Linked DNA regions of Mus musculus: region 1 is linked to region 2. Evidence: chromatin contacts called from public Hi-C data. All regions are on one chromosome and are shown on one strand. Each heading gives the region's core, a stretch centred on a gene start, on an enhancer-like site or on the middle of the called end of the contact. The rest is flanking DNA. Distances are from core to core; before and after follow the strand shown.

Region 1 (5,073 bases), core at 816-3,315, 1.0 Mb before region 2:
CATTTCTCCCACCATTTATCATGTGGAACACTTTCCTGAGTGTAGTCCACTTTGTCATTTTCCCCTCTGAAAATATGGCACTGAGTCCGGGCATAATAGTCCATGTGTGTGGTCAGACCAGCTGCTGTATGTGCCAAGGAATAAGATGGCTCAATTATAATGTGTTTACTTTTGAGAAGCCATTAGCATGCAGTTTGCTTTGAGTTTCTATTGAATCTTGGAGTGACTTAGAGTGAATTTAGGCCAGAGGAGCTTTTGTCAAGGAAAAAGGAGGGGCGAGGGGGCTAAAATGGCTTTCTCCTCTCTCTACCTCTTTAATGCCGCTGTTATGACCACACACATGCCGGGCCTGGACTGCATAGCTGTGTCAGTGCAGTCCTGGGTTGTAGTGGTGATTTTTAGCATCTTTTACTTTGCATCCTACATACAGCTGAAGCAATATGGGTTCTCTCTATGCAGAGTAAGTGGGGAGATATGAATATGAAGGATCCATGAAGCTGATGAACAACCCCAGAGAGGAGAGAGGTGTTCTTTTAATGGTTTCCTGATGGCTTGCTTAGTTCCTGAAGGTGACCTTATCATCCCTCTTTCATGATGTGTGCTTTCCTTGGACATTCACCCTCTCCAATCTCCTATAATCTTCATCCGGCCTGCCAGCCACTTCCCCTCATGCAGGCAGTCCTCCTGCCTCCTCTCTACCTCTTTAATGCAGCTGTTTTGACCACACACAGGGGTCTAAAACCTAAATGAGTGCCCGAAAAACCTAAAGAGATGATGATTGGTATTGCAAATATCTATTGAGGAGATAGACGTTGGAAGTTTAGGTGTGAAGGTGACTCATGCCATTCATGTATTTTATACAATGCATTCTAAGGTATTGGGCTACAATGACTTTTGAAGAGGCACTGGGGACTCAATGGGTCTGTCAGACCTGAGAACTCTGGCTGTTGAATTTGAGTGTTATTATTGGAGCTGGGTGACAGGAGATATAGAATATGAGGCCTAAAGGAGACTGCTGGAGGGAGGGATCATAAGCTCAGTGAAAGGCCATTTACTAACCGGACTTCTAATTTTATTTGGGGGGTGGTGGTGACTATGATATGAAGAGCTTTCAGTCTTGGAAGCAGTGATGGAAGACCAATGAAGGAGACCATGTTTGTGGAGCCCAGTGAGATCTGGTATTGATGGGAATAATGAAGTGAGGGCATTTGGGGTGAAATTCCCTTGCACTGAGCTCAGCAATGGCAGCCAGCCAGCCAGCCAGCACGTGCTCTGTTGTCTTAAAGCTGTTTAGTCATCTGGTGGCTTTGTGACTTCATAAGATACTGCCCAACAGCTATGATTCTGGATCAAAGTAGCTCTGGGAGAAGAGGAATGAGCAAAGATCTAGAATTAGGATCTAATTCAGCCCAGGATCAAGTTTACCAACTAAAGTCTACTGGGGCTCTTACACAACTATTCAGAGCAACTCATCAATAATATGACATAACTTGAGATCTCTAATCAATTTTCAGTGAATTTCAGTCCAAATTATCATGTGCAACTGTGAATAAAAATATTTGAAAATAATTTTTGGAGAGTGCCCCACCCCAGTAATTTTAATTTTCATGAAATGCTCTGCCCATCAGCTTTTTGAGTAGAATTATATTTCCCCTCCTTCCTTTGACTTGAAGTTTTATAATTGACACATATCTCCAAGTCTGTTGTGAGTTGAAGGCCTTACCATCCAAACTCTGCAGCTCTACTCATCAATTACAGATGCCATTTTGTCTGTGGACTTGAAGACATCGGGTCTGTCCCTCATCTTCCCTGGAGGCTGAGAAAATAAAATAGCTTCTCCATCATAATGGATTATTTTGACCTTGCAAATTCATACACCTCAAAGACCTTGTTCTGTGAAAGAACCAAGGAAGGGTAGTACCATCAGCAGCACCACTGCCCTTGAGACTCAGGCTGTCTGAGAAGAAGCTCTGTAACACACTGTACCTTCCTAAGTCAGGTCTGCTTGGAGATGTGCATCCCGGTGTTGGGCTTGCCAGAACACTTTTAAAAGGCGCGAGCTTCCCTGCTGAACAGGGATGTTAATTTTTCATGAACCTATGCTGTGATGAGGAGCATGAAAAGGAGGAGAGAACGCATCAGGAAAAGAATGAGACAAAATAAAAGGAGCACTCCCCTGGTTCCAGGCAGAAAGATGGAGACTTGGAATTTTGCCTGTTAGAAGACTGACGTTAAATACAGAATCGTTTGATGAAATTAACTCTTTGGTGTGTATTTCTTGGAAAAGGGAAGGGGACTGCCAATTTAGAAGCCATCTGGACACTGTAAAGATTGCATTTCCACTCTGGCAGGAGGGTTGCAGATAGAGTTGCCTGGCCAGGAGGAGTCTGCCATGTCCAAGAGACATCACTGGCCACCTGGACCTCTGATCTCCTACCTATTAACATGAATTTTAAAGTCTCCCCCTACTATGACATTACTCAAATCTGCACCAAGACATTTTGAACCATACTTTTTTTTCCCAGTAAATTTACATTTGGGATGCTACATTTTCCATAAAAACTATATTAATAACCAGTTTCTTCCTGTCTCTTGGTCTCTGATCTTAAAGAATAAGATTTTAATTTTTGGTCTGTGTTTCTTGATAGTTTCTGATACAGAGTCAGCATTTTGCTCCAAAAAACAAATACTGAGTCTTGTCAGGTATTATTTAATTTCAACTAGCTGCATGTCTATAGGCATATAAGCAGCACTGATTTTTTTTTTTTTTTGCAGCCTGATTTTTTATTTTTGTTTGTTTTTCTTTCTTTTATTTTTACCTCGGAGTAAACAGAGTTGACTCAGTATGCCCCTCTTATTTATGCCAAGGCATCCCTGTTGCTGCTGACAGGTGAGCAGAGAGCATTATGGGTAGTTCCTGGTCCATGTGCACCTGTGCCTTCCCCTCATGTGTGACCTAGACCTATTGACTTGCTTCTGGTAAGTTGACTGTGACAAGCATAAGACTATCTTCCAATTCACATATCCTGTTTCCCACGCTGTCACTCACTGTGTGGAAATCAAGCTTCTGGATTGTGGACTTCTGAAAAGACATGCTGGCAAGGGTTTAGAAGAGGCTTCTAGCTAATATTCCATTGCTGTGCCTTCAGATAGGACCCTAAACCAGAGTCTGGTAATCTGAAAAACATGAGTAAGAAGCTAATCCATACATAATTCCTAACCCAGCGAACTTGGTGATAACCAGTGTTTATTGTCTCGAAGCAACAAGATTTGGAGGAATTTATTATGTAACAGTAACTAATACAAGTACCCACTATTTAAATGTTATGTCTATGGTGTTTTGACTGCCTCTATGTATATGCACCACTTTGTGTGCCTGGTGTGTGCATAGACCTAAAGGAGTACATCAGCTTTCATGGAACTGGAGTTACAGATATAGTTACAGTTACAGTGTGAGCTAGTTGGGTGCCTGGAATGGAAGCAGGATGCTCTGAAAAACCAGGACTCTCATCAATGGGACCATCTCTCTAGCTCCCGATAGGATTCAGATTCTTAAAATTATGTATGTGTTTGTTCCATGACTGTATGCGAATTGTTGAGAAACTCGTATGCTTCTTTATGACTGTATTCTTTACTTACATAATTAGCACCTTGCTATATTTTTCATTTCATTTTTTTTTTTTTTACATTTGCTTCTTCATGCCATACTTCTGAACTGTATTGGGATGACTGATGCAAGTATAGTTCCGTGTTTCTGATGATGACGTTGTTCATTGGAGGCATTTTGTTTCTTCTGTGTTCCGTGTAGGTGGCCTCCAAATAGCACTACCAAAAAAAAACAACCATGAGATGGACCCAACAGCAGTCTCTTGGATAACTTTGTGTGTGCACCTAGAAGTTGAGACTAATGAGCCATTGTTGAGTAATTAAGGATGTTTATAGCATCCAGGTTAAAAATGGCTTCAGTCCTGAGAACCCAACTAGTCTCATGATACAGGGCTTATAGAGCATATATCAGTGGTTCTCAGCCTTCCTAATGCAGTGATCCTTTAATACAGTTTCTATGTTGTGGTGACCCCCCCCCCCCAACCATAAAATTAGTCTGTTGCTATTTCCTAACTGTAATTTTGTTACTGTTATGGATTGTAATACAAATGGCTGATATTCAGGATATCTCATATGCAACCTCCAAGTGGGTCACGACCCACAGGTTGAGAACCACTGGTATACATCAGACTTTTTGTGGTGTGGTAAAAGAGCCAGAAGAATCCATCTTCCTCTTCTACTGTCTTCGGAAAGTCAGGGTTGTTTTCTGTTGTCACAAGACTGTTCTCGAAGCCTAGGCATTCCACACAGACATAGTCAAAGCTGGTGAAGGAGTGGTTATAGCTCCCCATGTACCTCTCATATTTTAGTGGACAAACATTTTATCAGAAGTCTTTTAGTAGATCCCGATAGGTGTCATTGACTAGAATTCTATTTGATGTAATAGACTAGACTAGAGACTAGATAGAAGATGCCTGGAGTTTTGCCCTCAAAGTGAGAGACATTCTGCCAATAGGGGAAAAGCAGAGGCTGTGTGGACTTTCTCACAAATAATGTCTGTGCTTTTAAATATACACAATATAAGCATTTGAATCTGTATTAGTTAGCTCTTACCAAAATGACACTATGAAACCAACTGTCATGAACAAAATGACTTCAAGCAATAGTTTATTATCAGTCATACATACATGTATAGGGTAACTGGAAATTCAGCAAGGTGTGACTGCCAGTCAGGCTCAGATTGGGCCAGTTCTGCTCCCCACAACTGTCATCTTCCTTGAACTCAGGTTACATAAATGGGGAATATTCTTCTCATGGCAAATGCAGAGGCATGAAGGCTCAAGCCTGACCATGTGACTACATTTCAAGCCGTTGCTCTACCTCTACTGTTAACACACGATTTGTCCAAGACATGCTCGAGGTTAAAGTCCAGGAACAGGGCAGTACATATGAAGTCTATCATAAGACTCAACTGACTTATACAGTCAAGTCCAGTAGAGGCAGGATGTATAGTATTTTTTTTTTTTG
Region 2 (4,534 bases), core at 909-3,408:
CTGCCAGCAATATTTATGTCTTTGATCTCGTGTGCTTCCATAGCAATTGCCAATTCCCACTTTGAATACAGTTCCTTTTACTTCATCTATCTCTGTACTCTGGCTGCAGCAAAATACTATATTTCCCATTTTCATGTCCACTGTATGTGCTAGGCGCACTGCTTCACTCATGGCAAACCAGCTGGTAAATAATAAACAACTGAAATAACACTTGGACAAACAAGCAAATGGACAGAGACTGGCTGTCAGTCCTGGTCATTACATTCCCAATTAAATGGACAGAAGGACAGATGAACTGCTATCGGTGACTACCGAGCTGGAACATTGGTTCCAGAATGGAGTGCAGTAGAAGAGAATGCCAGTTCCTGAGGAAGAGCTTTCCAGTCTTCATACGAGGCTGGCTACAGGGGAGCATTGGGTGGGCTAACCAGCGGAAGACAGAGGTTCTGGGCTTCCCTATCATCCATCTGCAGGCAGGCTGACACTCTTTTTTGGTGCTCAAATCAGTGGTACTATCAATGACACAATATTTCTCTGAGCTCTCACAGAGCAGCAAGACTCTTCTTGGGCTGATTTTTGTCTTTGAGTCTACTGTGCTGGAAGTTACTATGGCCCACACCACAAACAAATGTTCTAGTTTACATATGTGGTTAGGTCATGCTAAAATGCAGATAAGAAGACAACCCAATAGAGTCTGGGGTGGGAGGTAGGGGGTATAAAAATTGTTCTCCCAAATTCTATTAGAAAAATGAAGCAACACCATAAGTAGACCATGTAATTTCCCATGTCTTCTGAATGGGGCAAGCCACCTGCCACCCAGCAGCACATCTGAGGCCCAGGAGATACAAAGCAACACAGCACATCCCAGGCCCCGGAGGTACAACAAAGCAACAGGCTCTGCTTGGGCTGCTCTGTGTCACAGCCTCCTAGGCATTATTACAGTGCAGTGTTTCATAAGCAACATGGATAACAAAGAATCATCTAAAGAAAGAACAGAGCATGTGGTTTAAAAAGCAATGTACAGCCACAGCTATAAGTGACAAGCATAACTTGACCTTGTTATGCTACAAAAATGTATTTGAAGATAAGTTCATACAAATATTTTTCTTCCTTTCTGCACAAAATTTTCTTGGTTTGTGTTACTCTTATTACCAAAGTTGGGAGGTGGGGAATCTTATTTCTTCCAAATAACCAAGCATATTGACATCACAGGCTTCTTTTGCTTGGCAGATTACTGAACAAACAAATATTTATTCTGAGTCACTCAGCTGTGATACATGGGGGGATTCACGACATGCTGTGTCTGGTGCCTGTTAAGCTCTTACAAGATAATTGGACTTTGGACCACCTAGAACACTGTGTTCAATGGAGAGCCAAATTTAAAAAATTCAAAAACATGGAATGAGCAGAATTTAATCAGTCACACCTCCATCAAATTGAGGCAGAAATAAATAAATGGGCAATAGAAAGGTGCAATAAAGCCAGGATTAATCAAACCGTGATTAATTCCGGATCAGATTAAAAACCAATAGTGCCAGCTGCATCAGTCTCGTCTGTGGCGTTCACCTCCCCTATTCCTTTCTAACACCACGCTTCCCCATCGTCTCAACCCACTCTGCTCTCACCCCTAGGGCACGTTCCCTGGATGGATAAACCTGCAGGAGAGTTAATTGTCACATACATGGATTTAATCACATTGTCCATCACATTTGGGGCCCTGCCTTCAGTGATCCGTGACTAATTGTTGTGGTAATTTTTCAATCATTAACAGCAGCACATATGCTGCAGACAAATCCCAAGGTGCCTAGTAAGCCCCAGTGACAAGCAGACCAGAGGCTCCAGAAGGATTGCCACACGCCAGCCCAGCCCCCAACCCCAATCCTATTAGTCATGCCTGCTTGTTAATATACACTTATCCCAAGGATATGTCAGGCTGCAGAGAGCTCCGAGGGCTCCAGCCTGCCTTATGACTTGCCCTGTTTTCAATCTAGATTCTGAAAAAGGAAGAGGAAAGGAAAGGAAATTAAAACTCCATGTGGGACAAGTAGCTGAGGCCCTATTCTGAATTCCACTTGCTTTTCACTCACTTTCACACAGGCTCCTGAGCTGTGGCAAGTGCCCTTTCTTTGAGTTTCAGCAGTATTAGCAATCTCCATGGCAACCACCAGTGTGCATCTGCTACACCAAACTGCAGCATCTCTGGCTCAATTCTCAAGTTGCCCTGGTGTCAGACGGGGCATGCCATGTGCACTGGTGGGACAAGACCCTGCCTTGGGGAATCTTTCAGCTGATTGAAGCCTGGCTCTAATCACCACATAATATGAGCGAACAAGATCACAGGGAATATAATCCGCCTGCACTAGGCAATAGGGGTCCAGAAATGCTATTTATTTTTTCATTTTCTTTTTCTTACGGGTCTTTGTTGGCTAAAAGCAAAGAGGCACTAGCTATCTAATAAAAAGGTTTAAATTTCAAGTAGGTGCCACAATGTTTCAAGTCACTGATTTGTTTAAACCCTATGTCTCAAACACCTTTCATTAAGGAAACTATTCAAGAGGAAATGCAAATTCCTGGGGTTTTCATTTGGGTCTTCTTAAGAAAATGGATGTTTTGCGCATTAGCCAGACTATGGAAAGGAAAGAGAAGGATTCACTGAGTTTCATTGAAATCTCACTCATTAGTATATGCGTTTTTATTCCTCCTGCAGAGTTTCAGGAAATTCCCTGTTTTACTCCGTTTTCCCAAGACTGAAATAAGACCTATTTTACTCTAAGGCACCTAGCTCCAGATCACAGAACAAGATCTTCGAAAAACTTAATTAATATGAACAATTCCTGCTTAGCTGCTCAAAAGAGAGATGGTTGCTATAGGCTCTGTTATCGTGAAAAGAGGGACCGAGCGCCCTCTGCTGCTGTGTCTAGGTAAGGCTCTCCAGTTTGGAAACCTCCCGCTGAGGTTCACTTCTGTTACAATGCACTCTTAGAAAACTCTAACTTAAAAGGCACTTACTGATCAGCAAGAGGAACAAGAGAGATCCAGATAACAACAATGAGGCTGCTGTAAATAGAACAGTCTTCTACACAGCCACTCACCAGTACCTTGGCTATTATTAGAAACAGCTCGAGAAAGAGCTTGGGAAAATTCAGAGTGCTGATTGCGTATCATAAGCACAAATTAAAGAATTAAAAAAGAAAAAATGAATCTGCCTTTGCACTCACAGTCTCTCATGTCTACACGAGCTCACTGATTAGTACATGTTTTAGAACACTCAGGTCAAAAGAAAAAACTTGTTATTTTAGATTTAAAGTCATAACCGTAGTTTTAGACTTTACTTTCAAATTTAGTTTGAACAAACACAAATTTGTATTTACACAGCGCTGTACAAAATAAACAGTACAGAAACATTTCACTTCTGAATCTCTAAGAACCTAATTATCATAAAAATAAAATTTCAGAGAAAAATACACTAAATATTACTTCTAATCCTCTTAAACAAATGAAGGCAATCTACATTTACAACTTAAAATACTAGCTCAGCTCTGAGTTCAAATTCACTCTAAAGAAAATGATTCAGAAATTGTGCTTCTGAAATTAATTCCTTCCATAATGCCTAAAAAAAATGACCACAATACAATAGATAATAGTCTAACTAAAGTTTAATGCACGGTGGATTCAAATTCCATGTCACAAACTACTCTGAGAGCTACAGATAACATTCTTAATATTTACAACTCAAGGTTAATGTCAATATCTCCCATGAATAAAATTAGAAATTAATTAAGAATTAATAGACAGGCCAGGAGTGCTAGCATGGCCTTCAGTCCAATTCTCTGATGGTAAACTTCAGTCTAACCTGAGTTTGAGGCCAACCTGATCTACAGAGTTTCAGGCCAGCGAGATCCTGTCTCAAAACGAAACAAAACAAAACAAAACAACAAAGAATAGGGGTTTGAGAGATGAGTCTGTGTTAAAGGACACTGCCAGCTCCTAAAAGGACCCAGCTTCAATTCCCAGCACCCACATGGTATCTAACATGACCAAACTCCTGTTCCAGGGGATTGGGTCCCCTCTTCTGATTTCAACAAGCACTGGGCACAGATGCTGGACACTTACATATACGTAGCCAAAACACCATACGCAGAAAATTAAAACAAAAGTAGAAATCAAAGAATGAATTAAAATTGAATCAAGGAAAGATGAGACTAAAGAGATAAATATCTAGTATAATACCATATAGTTGACAAGTGACAAAAGAATCCGATCTATATCTGACTCAGTTACTGACTTAGTTACTGAGCTCTGCAGTACAACACTGAATAGAATCATATCCTGTGAACAGACTCAGAGAGGTAGAATACAGAATCCAGTTCCCTTTGGGGGGGGGTATTATAAAACCTCTGGTTACCGGAACCATACCCTATTTAGAAGCACATACATTATCCCATCCCCTCTGGCTTGCTTCATGAAGTATCATCAGTTTATCCTCAAAGTGAGCCAGCATGACTGACAGAAACCTGGCTCTATGATAGGATAC

Evidence for each region. A called contact is a pair of places that touch in the nucleus more often than the background predicts.
Region 1: a contact with region 2 is called in a Hi-C map of the N1E-115 cell line, with 11 times the contacts expected there. The contact joins two enhancer-like sites. A contact is called at or near these places in 1 of 15 datasets of contacts at CTCF or cohesin (large pre-B cells), 30 of 484 Hi-C or Micro-C datasets (3T3-L1-derived adipocytes, the AML12 cell line, the C3H10T1/2 cell line and 21 more) and 3 of 115 datasets of contacts at active chromatin or transcription factors (the NIH/3T3 cell line, acute myeloid leukemia and regulatory T cells).

The regions. Positions count from the first base shown.
Region 1 is chr13:37,295,248-37,300,320 of GRCm38.p6, reverse strand. No RefSeq gene overlaps it. Among named protein-coding and RNA genes, the nearest start is that of Gm40913, 36 kb to the left of the region's middle. Within about 2 kb of position 2,065, at least 4 of the 459 cell types and tissues checked have an H3K27ac peak or open chromatin away from gene starts, as enhancers often do. A contact at or near this core is called in the N1E-115 cell line, where this site is marked.
Region 2 is chr13:36,280,640-36,285,173 of GRCm38.p6, reverse strand. All of the region lies in intron 4 of Fars2 (phenylalanine-tRNA synthetase 2 (mitochondrial)), which reads right to left. Among named protein-coding and RNA genes, the nearest start is that of Gm40912, 75 kb to the right of the region's middle. Within about 2 kb of position 2,158, at least 85 of the 459 cell types and tissues checked have an H3K27ac peak or open chromatin away from gene starts, as enhancers often do. A contact at or near this core is called in the N1E-115 cell line, where this site is marked.